3 separate regions of the Gossypium hirsutum genome follow, and all the other regions are linked to region 1. A link is a contact called in public Hi-C data. All regions are on one chromosome and are shown on one strand. Each heading gives the region's core, a stretch centred on a gene start, on an enhancer-like site or on the middle of the called end of the contact. The rest is flanking DNA. Distances are from core to core; before and after follow the strand shown. Region 1 holds the start of LOC107918049 (protein ESSENTIAL FOR POTEXVIRUS ACCUMULATION 1). Region 2 holds the start of LOC107917904 (S-adenosyl-L-methionine-dependent tRNA 4-demethylwyosine synthase). Region 3 holds the start of LOC107918028 (glucose-6-phosphate isomerase, cytosolic).

Region 1 (2,881 bases), core at 188-2,687:
AATAATAACATACCATAGTTCCTATTCCGGGCTTATTCTCCCCTGGCTTTGAAAGAAGCCATTGTGGTGAAAGCGGAATAGCATTGTCAGATCCTTGAACATCTACATAAAATAATCAGAAGCATCAATTAGAAACATGGCAGCTATTCAAAGCAAGTATTTGAAATCAAAATGCTTAGTCCCATTCAAAGACAGTACGCAACAAGTCATTAGAAATGCCTCAAGCCCAGAATTTTATTGAATACACACATTTTCTGGTAAATTACTGAACTTGCCTCTTGAAACTGCCACGTTGATTCATCATTGAATATGAAAAACAGAAGCACGGAACAATGAAAAAAAAATGCGTTAAGTCTAGAAAGGCATAATTTAGGAAGCCTACTTTCACAAGCAGCATTTCAAACTAATAAAAAGCCAAAGGAATTTCTCAATAAAATGCATTAATGAAGCAGCTAACAAGACAAATTGCACGATCAATTGTAAGTACAATGCTAAGGTGCCATTTATAAATGGAATAAACAACTATGCAATTTTTTTATATAATTAATCACATAAATCATAGCATTTAAATCAAGACTGAAAAAAAAAAGCGCAATAAAAGAAAGTCTAATACTAGTTTTGAGTTGAACTAATCTGAAAAAGAAAAAATAAATTGAACTACTTCACTACGCCTTATCACATCGTACTTTTCAAATTGAAATATATATATATATATATCAAGAACGGTAAGTCGGAAACTAAAGTGTGCCGTGCTTAACCGCAAAAAAATGGCACCAGAGAAAAAAAGGAGAGAAAAGAAAAACCTTCCAGATGATAAAACAAAAACCCTAGCTTCGAAGCAACAAACTAAAAAATATTAAGAAAAAAAACACGCACAAAGCAATCTCGTAAAACCACTGAATCTACAATAATGCATTTAAATATCAGAAAGAAATGAGTAAAAGAAGAAACGGTAAGAGGTAGGGTTTTAGAGAAGAAGAATGTAAGAAGATGTTAATCACTTAATGGTAGAAGGGGAAAGGAAATCGGTGAGGTAAACTACCTTTGGAGATCGGATGGGAAGGGTTGACGGTGAGGAGGAGGCGGGAATCGGAAGCAGAGGTATGAGCCATGGATGATCAGTGAAAGTCGAAAGAGAGAAGAGAACCAGAGGAAAACCCTTGCTGCAGTTTTTTGTTTTTCGTTATTACTTTTTTTCGCTTTGGTTGCGCTATGCGAGGTGAGAACTGATTAAGGTAGACGGGTGCGTAATACGCCACGACCGTGGAAATTAAGGTCGAAATGTGGTACGACGTGAAGAGCTGTCGTTTAATGGTAAAAACTCGCAATAAATTATCAAAAGGAATATCTCAAAGAATTAGATATTTTTCATACGTTGGAAAAAGAAAAAAGAAAAAGGCATCCATTCTTTGCCATAATTCCCCTCTTTCTCACTCTTTCTAATCCTAGAACTCATGTCTTCTACCGGATGTAGATATTGCCATTTCAAAACTAAACAGTAACAAAGAATATCTTACACAAACATGCTCTGTTGTTCCACTTGTCTGCTTGAATGAGTTACCACTTCTCTTACACTATGTTTGTTTCACTGCAGCTTTCCAAAAACCCTTTTTTTTTAAATATAATAAATTTTACTAAAATTTATCTTATAATAACTATATTGTTTTATATAATTAATGCCTAATTAAAATTGAAATTTGAGATCATATATAAAAGCGGATAGCAGCACATAACATTGGACCCGGAAGGATAAATAAAGTTAAATAGGATTTAGATAAATATCCGTATTTATACTACTAAAATATTTATATTTTATATTATAAAAAATTATTACTAAATAACTGTAAAATTATAATTCTATATATTTATTATTAAAATATTCTTGATAAAATATTAAAAATACTATTTAAATTTTAAAATTATTATTAATGTTATATTTTATTATTAAAATAAAATTGTAATTTTAAATAGTTTTAATAAAATAATAAAATAATAATTATATTAATAATTATTTAATATGTATATTTAATAATATTAAAAATCTTAATATTTTTAAAATTTTAAAGTAAATATTTTTTTTATAAAAAACGATGTCTTGTTAAAAACCATTCTAAAGTGAAAAAAGAGTGCACCGAAAAAATCATTATTAATAGAATCAATGTCAATACAAATCCATGGACTACAAGGAAGAGGTTGACTTCTCTACGAGACACTACCATCACGACACCCCCCAGACAAACTTTGCCAAATAATGAGCAGGTTGGTTCCCAAATCGCAAAACATGATTCAACCTTGCAACACTAACTTTATATTTGGATAAAAATCTATAAAAGAAAGGGGGAAAATTAAATAAAAGAATATATTATGTGTATTTATTTTATTTGGATAGATAAAATTAATTAAGTAAAATAAAAAAAACTATAATTTTTGTTTAATTAAGAGAATGATTGATTACAATGATTGATTAAAATAATTCATGTAAAAGATTTAAGAAGATAAATTAAAAGTAACTTTAATTTTTTTCTTTAACTATTCTCCCAAATGGAGTAATTAAAACTGAAGTAACCCAAGGGAGAGAAGAAACTATCCAAATAAGGAAAAGGGTGTTACTTTCCTTCCATTTCCTTTCTCTAGGTTTAATACAATCCAAACATAGTGTAAAAACTATGAAGAAGAGAATAAAATCAATCAAAAGTCCCCAAGCTAGACATATATGGTCACTAGCTGTAAAGAAGTTGATAAAAACCAAAGAATCACTTTCAATCTTGACATAATTCACCTGCAAATCAAGACCCTGCATATAAGCTTCCATATGTTACGTGTTCATTACTATCCCAAACCACAGCATTGAAACCTAGCTGATTGGCGCAAGCTCTTCGCC
Region 2 (2,881 bases), core at 225-2,724, 400 kb after region 1:
TCTCCTCATATTATAAATCAAGGATCACCATAAAAATGGCAAGACACTAATGACTTATGAGATGAAAAGCGTAACTAAACCTTAAAGCAGGAAGAAATATGAAAAAAGAACTAGTAAAACGATATCAGTCCCACAACATTGAAATGAGACAGAACTAAATAATCATCGAAAGCTTAATAGGTGCATAAGAAAGTCGCAATCACCTATGACTCTCTATTCCATAAAATGAGTGCTTGTAACAACCTCCTCGTCCTCTAAGTTGAGACTTGGTCCATCTACAGATCTTAACACCACTATGTGAACCAATAATTTTATATCCCTGAAAATTCCCAGCAGTAAAAGGATGTCAATTAGACCAAAAAGTGCAATGGCATACTAAGATTAAGCAATCACCAACTTAAAATGCTTTCATCAGCAAAAGATGCATATCCACTTAAACAAAGTTACCTGTTTCTCCAAGTTGGCTCTTATAACTGGAGTTACCATCTCTCTTTTCCCATCCAATTTCCCATTAGTTTCAGCCACATTAACAGACTTTTTCCTCGATGGCCCTTTACCTGCAATATCTTCAAGATCAACAATGTCTTCCCCTCCTCCTTCTCCATCATCGTCATCATCACTTTCAAGGCTTTCAACATCACTCTCATAAACAATGCCATTCTCATTCTCCATCACCAATCCCCCTTTCAAAACAGTGACCACCTTTTCACTCCACCCTTCAAAGACACTCTCCAATTCACCTCCATCCACATCACCTTCCCCAACTGGCAACATCTCCGTCGCTCCCAACCCTCTCAACCTCTTTCCCAAATCCCTCGCCACCGCATTAAAGGTGTCCCCGTAAAGCCGGCTACCGACTCCAAAGACGGCGAATTTACAATCAGAAAGCAGCAAATTCCCGGCGCGAAAATCAGTGCTGATTTCGGCGAGCCAATTGACGAAGAATTTAGAATTTTGGGGAGGATTTCCATCTTCCCAGGTGGAAGCGATGATAATGATTAGGGATTCCTTAGGGAGATCCTCCGGTTCGTAGGTCTGGGGATCAACGAGGTCGAAAGGAATGTTATTCTTGGAGGAGAGGAGGTCAAGGAGGCGTTGAGATAGGGCTTTGGATGTTCCGGTTTGGCTGAGGAAGAAGAGCTTACCTGGTCTAGGGTTAGGGTTTAGAGGGAGATGTTTGAGGGGTTTTAGGCAGCGGCGGCGGAATTTGTAAAGAAAGTAAAAGGTAGTAGCGGAGAGGAGAGCGAAGAGGGTGAGGCGGGTGGAAAGTGAGGAAGGGGTCATGTTTGGGATCTATTATTTCCTTTTTCTCTGTTCAGGGTTTTGGCGGAAATGAGGGAGTAGAGGCGCTCATCGTGGTGGTGAAGTGGAGGGAGTAGGCGGCATAAAGACGAAGAGATGGTGACCTGAAATCAGAATCAGAGTTTATTTATTTATTGGGCTTAGAAATTTAGAAATCGAGCCCGTATCGTATACTACTTCAACAGTGATCCAATTATCTATCTATATTTCAAATTTTGCAAAACCTTTAAACACATAAAATTTCACCATTTAAGTTTGTAGAGATAATATTTGTTTTTTTTACCTAACCCATAAATTAGAAAATAATGTCTTCTTGTATAGACAATAATATTTATACCAATTGAGTTAAGACTCAATTATTATTAAATTAATATTAGAAATAATTTATTAATGTATTAATAATTATTATATTATAATAAAAATAATGTTAATTAATTAGTTTACATCCATGCACGAGTTGATTGATAGCCTACGTTATTTAAAATTTTAATTATTTATAATGTGAAATATTTAGCATGTAAATTATTATACGGTTCAATATAAAAATTGCCTTCTAAATTATTTCTTTTTATCATATTTAAGTATATTTTTGATGAATTTAGACACTTAAATTATATTTTTTTCCCAAAACTGTTAGTGCACTCTAATCAATGAAGATGTGATGAAAATGCTACATCATCATTGAAACATCATTATTTATATAAAATAAATTCAAATATATATAATTATAGAATTAAAATATAAAATTATAAAATTATAAATTTATGTAATATATTTAAATATATATATAAAAAGAAAAGGCAACCAACCATTTTATGACACCTTTATTTATTTTTAATTTATTAATTTTCTTTTTAATTTTGTTTTCTTTTTCATCTTCATTGTTTTTCATAAATTTGCTGCCCTTTCAATAATTAATCAGTTAAACTATTAAGTGTTTTTGCTGTGTATCCTTTTAGTGTGGAGGATCAGATATTTATATGATATAGTTAATGTTCATGAAATTAATATTGTAGGTAGGCTCTATGCATGTTGACACATATGCTACCCTAAACTCAACACATATTCGCTGGTCCAAGTGCTCGTCGGTTCATTCGTTTGGCCTCATATCCTATGCTCATGGACATCTAGGGATGTGCAAACTGGGCTCGCGAGCCCTCTAATGACTCCACCTGGTGGGGTCCAAACTCGGGTCGCATGTTAGTAGTCCAGATTATATTCAGGTTTTAAGTTGGCAATTGGATATCTCATAACACAAACATAACTCTCATATCTACTTCCTCCATTATTCCAATCTAAATATATGAAGATGGTGGCAGATCATGTTAGCTCAATTTCCATTTTTTTTTTTTTTGCTCTCTTTTTGAAACAAAATGACTAAACATAAGATTTGGCTTTGGGGTTTTTAGCGATGAAAAAAGCAACGGGGGTTTTCAAAATTTGAAGAACTTTCATCTTCATCTAGTATGGTGTTTGAGACTCTTTATTTCCATGTTTTCATTCTTTTCCTCATTGTTGTTCTCGCTTTATTTGCAGTTGTTGTCCTGTTAGGATATTATTATTAAATATTATCTTTTAG
Region 3 (2,881 bases), core at 171-2,670, 270 kb after region 1:
GCCAAGATTTATTTGTCTCTCAGCAATTGAGGAGGAAGATGGTCAAATTTGATGTAAAAAAAAGGGTGATAAGTTACCCAGGAGCCATTGCGAACTTTCTCTGAAAAATCCTTGATCTTATCCAAAACATTCCAAACATCTGGCACCACATTCTTTCCATCACTGTTTATAACAGCATCCCTTGGTGCTCGAAGAGCTACATGAAGCACTGACCTATTTTCTGTGCTATTTATCTGAAATTTCCAGAAAAAAAGGCAATGCAACGACAAAAAAAACTAAGAATGAAAAGGCGTGGAATGCTATTCAACAATATCATCACCAATCTTTACATCAAACCCAAAACTAGTTTTATCTTTCTCCTAGGAGAGAGTTCAACTTACATGCTCGCCACTATACATTCGGTTAATTTGTTGTTTGAGAGAAGCAGCCTGAAATTGTGAGAAATATTACAAACAAAAAACAAAAACGAAAAGACTATTATGATTTAAATCGAACGAGAAATAATCCAAATTCACCTCTGCTAATTTATAGAGCTTATCCATGGTCTCAAGAGTGGCGCAATGCCTTGAGTAGTCCAAAAACATTCCATCAAACTCACTGTAGAAACATTTATATATCATCAATTTTATTAGTATTAAAAGTTTCGTGCAGTTATCGAATCAGAAAAATCGTAGGAGTTGAATAGAGGATCTTACACCATCATCGATTCGCATCGTTCTTTGTCGTTCATCAAATCACGAAGATGAGTTTTCTTGATATCCTCAGTATGAGCCTATAAAAAACCAAAACCCACTTTGTTGATCAAATAGATTTATCATGCTATTTTAGCTATAATCTTCTTAGCTAGAAATGAGCAGAAAACGCTACCTTCAAGTCCTTCCATGGCTGGGTATCGCAGATTAGAGTGGTCGAAGCCATCTCAACCTATATTAAAACGTAATAAATCAGCTTGAGATCTCAAAACCGACGAGAAAGATGGTGAATGATAATTTGAGAAGAAAAGAGAAATTACTAATGGAATAAAGAAAAAAAAAAGGAACTTGGAGCTGACAAAAAGCTGAGGCGAGGTTAAGAAGTTCACAATATAGTAATAATGCTACGTGGTGGAAAATGGGAGGGTCGGAAGGGCATATGTCAATTAGGATGCGGATCAGGAATTTCCGGTCATTGAAACTTGGGTCCAGTCCGGTCCAGTTTAACGACTTTGGAAAATTGATTGTGACTTTTAAGGGCTGAAATCCGTGGGCGACGGATTTCCGATGGGCCCGAGGAACCGCTAGCTTTATTATATTTTCAATGAACCGTTACGGTCTAATCGACTGCGCCTGTGAGGTTGGTTGGACTCATCGTTATTCTCCAAAGCCGATTCCCTATACCCTATATTCTTGTTTTGTAAAAAGAAATTCATAGTATATTGGGTAAGGATGACCATGTGTCCATCACCTTTTATTCAATAATACCAACTAGATAATTAAAATCTTTTTTTTTTGCCATTATTCTTATAATGGTATAATTTTAATTTTAGTCCCTTTATTATAGTAATATTTAAGATTTAGTTTTATATTTTAATTTAACATAATTTGATTCTCAAATTTTACAATCACATTAGCTAGTCCAAATAATTAATATATTTAGTTATTTTGATTAAATTTTTTATGTTTATTTTTTTATAAATACTATTATAATAAAAAATATTTTGATATAATAAATTGGAATAAGTATTATTAAAAAAAAATTCATGTTGGGGACCAAAATATTAAGGATGTTACATGTTTAGACTAACTAACGACACAAATCTCTTTTTTAGTCATTATAATATGATGGTAAAATTGTAGTTTCGATTTGTCTACTATGTTTACATTTGGAATTTAGTCATTGTATTTTAATTTGATGTAATTTGGCTACCTATGAAGTTGAAATAAGTATTTTTAGAAAAAAACCGAAGTCAACATTTGAATAGAATAATTAAGGGTATTAGCTATTTCAACTTACTAATAACATTATATAAAGGAATCAAATTATATCAATTAAAGAATAAATACTAAATTCTAAATTTAAACATAGTAGAGAGATCATAACCATTCTTTGATCTAAAATAATATATGTCTAATACAATCATTTGTTATTTGATTTAATAAAAAAGTTTGATATATTTTTATAAAAAAATTGTTCTTAATTTAATTGTAATAAATGATTATATGTTTATTGGGAATGAATTGCGAATAGCAAATTGCTAAAAATAATAAAAAATATATATTCCATCACATAGTTTGGTATCTTCGCATTAACACCGTTGGTTTGTGCTTACGTAATACCAATAGCCAACTCGATAATGACACATGATAACTTATTAATATGCTATGTATCAAACATAAATATAAAATTACAAATTCTTCAAAAATATATAAATTAATAAATATATTGTTTTCATGTAAAAAGAAATAAACAATGATAAATGGTGATCTAAATACATTTAAATTTGGACATCCAATTATAGAGATTCATTTCAGATGTGTTTTTAGTAATTTTATATACTCTTAAACTTTTTATAAAATATAAGTTTTTAAGTTATAATTTTGAAAGATATATAAAATATAAAATATAAAAATGTACAATTAAAAATATACAAAAAGCATATAATATTTTTAAAAATATATAAAAACCTATCACTTATAATATGTAAATTTACAAAAATTATAAAAATCTATAAATTTATAAAAATATATAAAATAACTAAATATTTATAAACTTATAAAAATATGTAAGGCCTTGATTGAAAAAATTAAATCAATATTTAATTTTTTTGGTAGTCCAAAATAAAAATAACTTGATAGAATTTTTTTATGAAAAAGTGTGGAAAATAATAAGTAGGTAAGAGTTA

Evidence for each region. Hi-C and Micro-C count contacts between places; a contact is called where the count stands out from the background.
Region 2: a Hi-C map of leaf shows a contact between it and region 1, with 1.7 times the contacts expected there. The contact joins the promoter of LOC107917904 here to the promoter of LOC107918049 in region 1. A contact is called at or near these places in 2 of 34 Hi-C or Micro-C datasets (both in leaf).
Region 3: a contact with region 1 is called in a Hi-C map of leaf, with 2.2 times the contacts expected there. The contact joins the promoter of LOC107918028 here to the promoter of LOC107918049 in region 1. A contact is called at or near these places in 2 of 34 Hi-C or Micro-C datasets (both in leaf).

What each region holds. Positions count from the first base shown.
Region 1 is chrA01:25,714,934-25,717,814 of Gossypium_hirsutum_v2.1, reverse strand. LOC107918049 (protein ESSENTIAL FOR POTEXVIRUS ACCUMULATION 1) reads right to left here and starts at 1,437. Exons shown (of 10, transcript XM_041101360.1): 1 at 1,043-1,437; 2 at 14-102. The coding sequence starts at 1,112.
Region 2 is chrA01:25,318,975-25,321,855 of Gossypium_hirsutum_v2.1, reverse strand. It overlaps LOC107917904 (S-adenosyl-L-methionine-dependent tRNA 4-demethylwyosine synthase), which reads right to left and starts at 1,474. Exons shown (of 8, transcript XM_016847313.2): 1 at 448-1,474; 2 at 204-319. The coding sequence starts at 1,284.
Region 3 is chrA01:25,442,050-25,444,930 of Gossypium_hirsutum_v2.1, reverse strand. It overlaps LOC107918028 (glucose-6-phosphate isomerase, cytosolic), which reads right to left and starts at 1,420. Exons shown (of 24, transcript XM_041083197.1): 1 at 1,082-1,420; 2 at 868-924; 3 at 696-772; 4 at 516-597; 5 at 381-428; 6 at 78-233. The coding sequence starts at 918.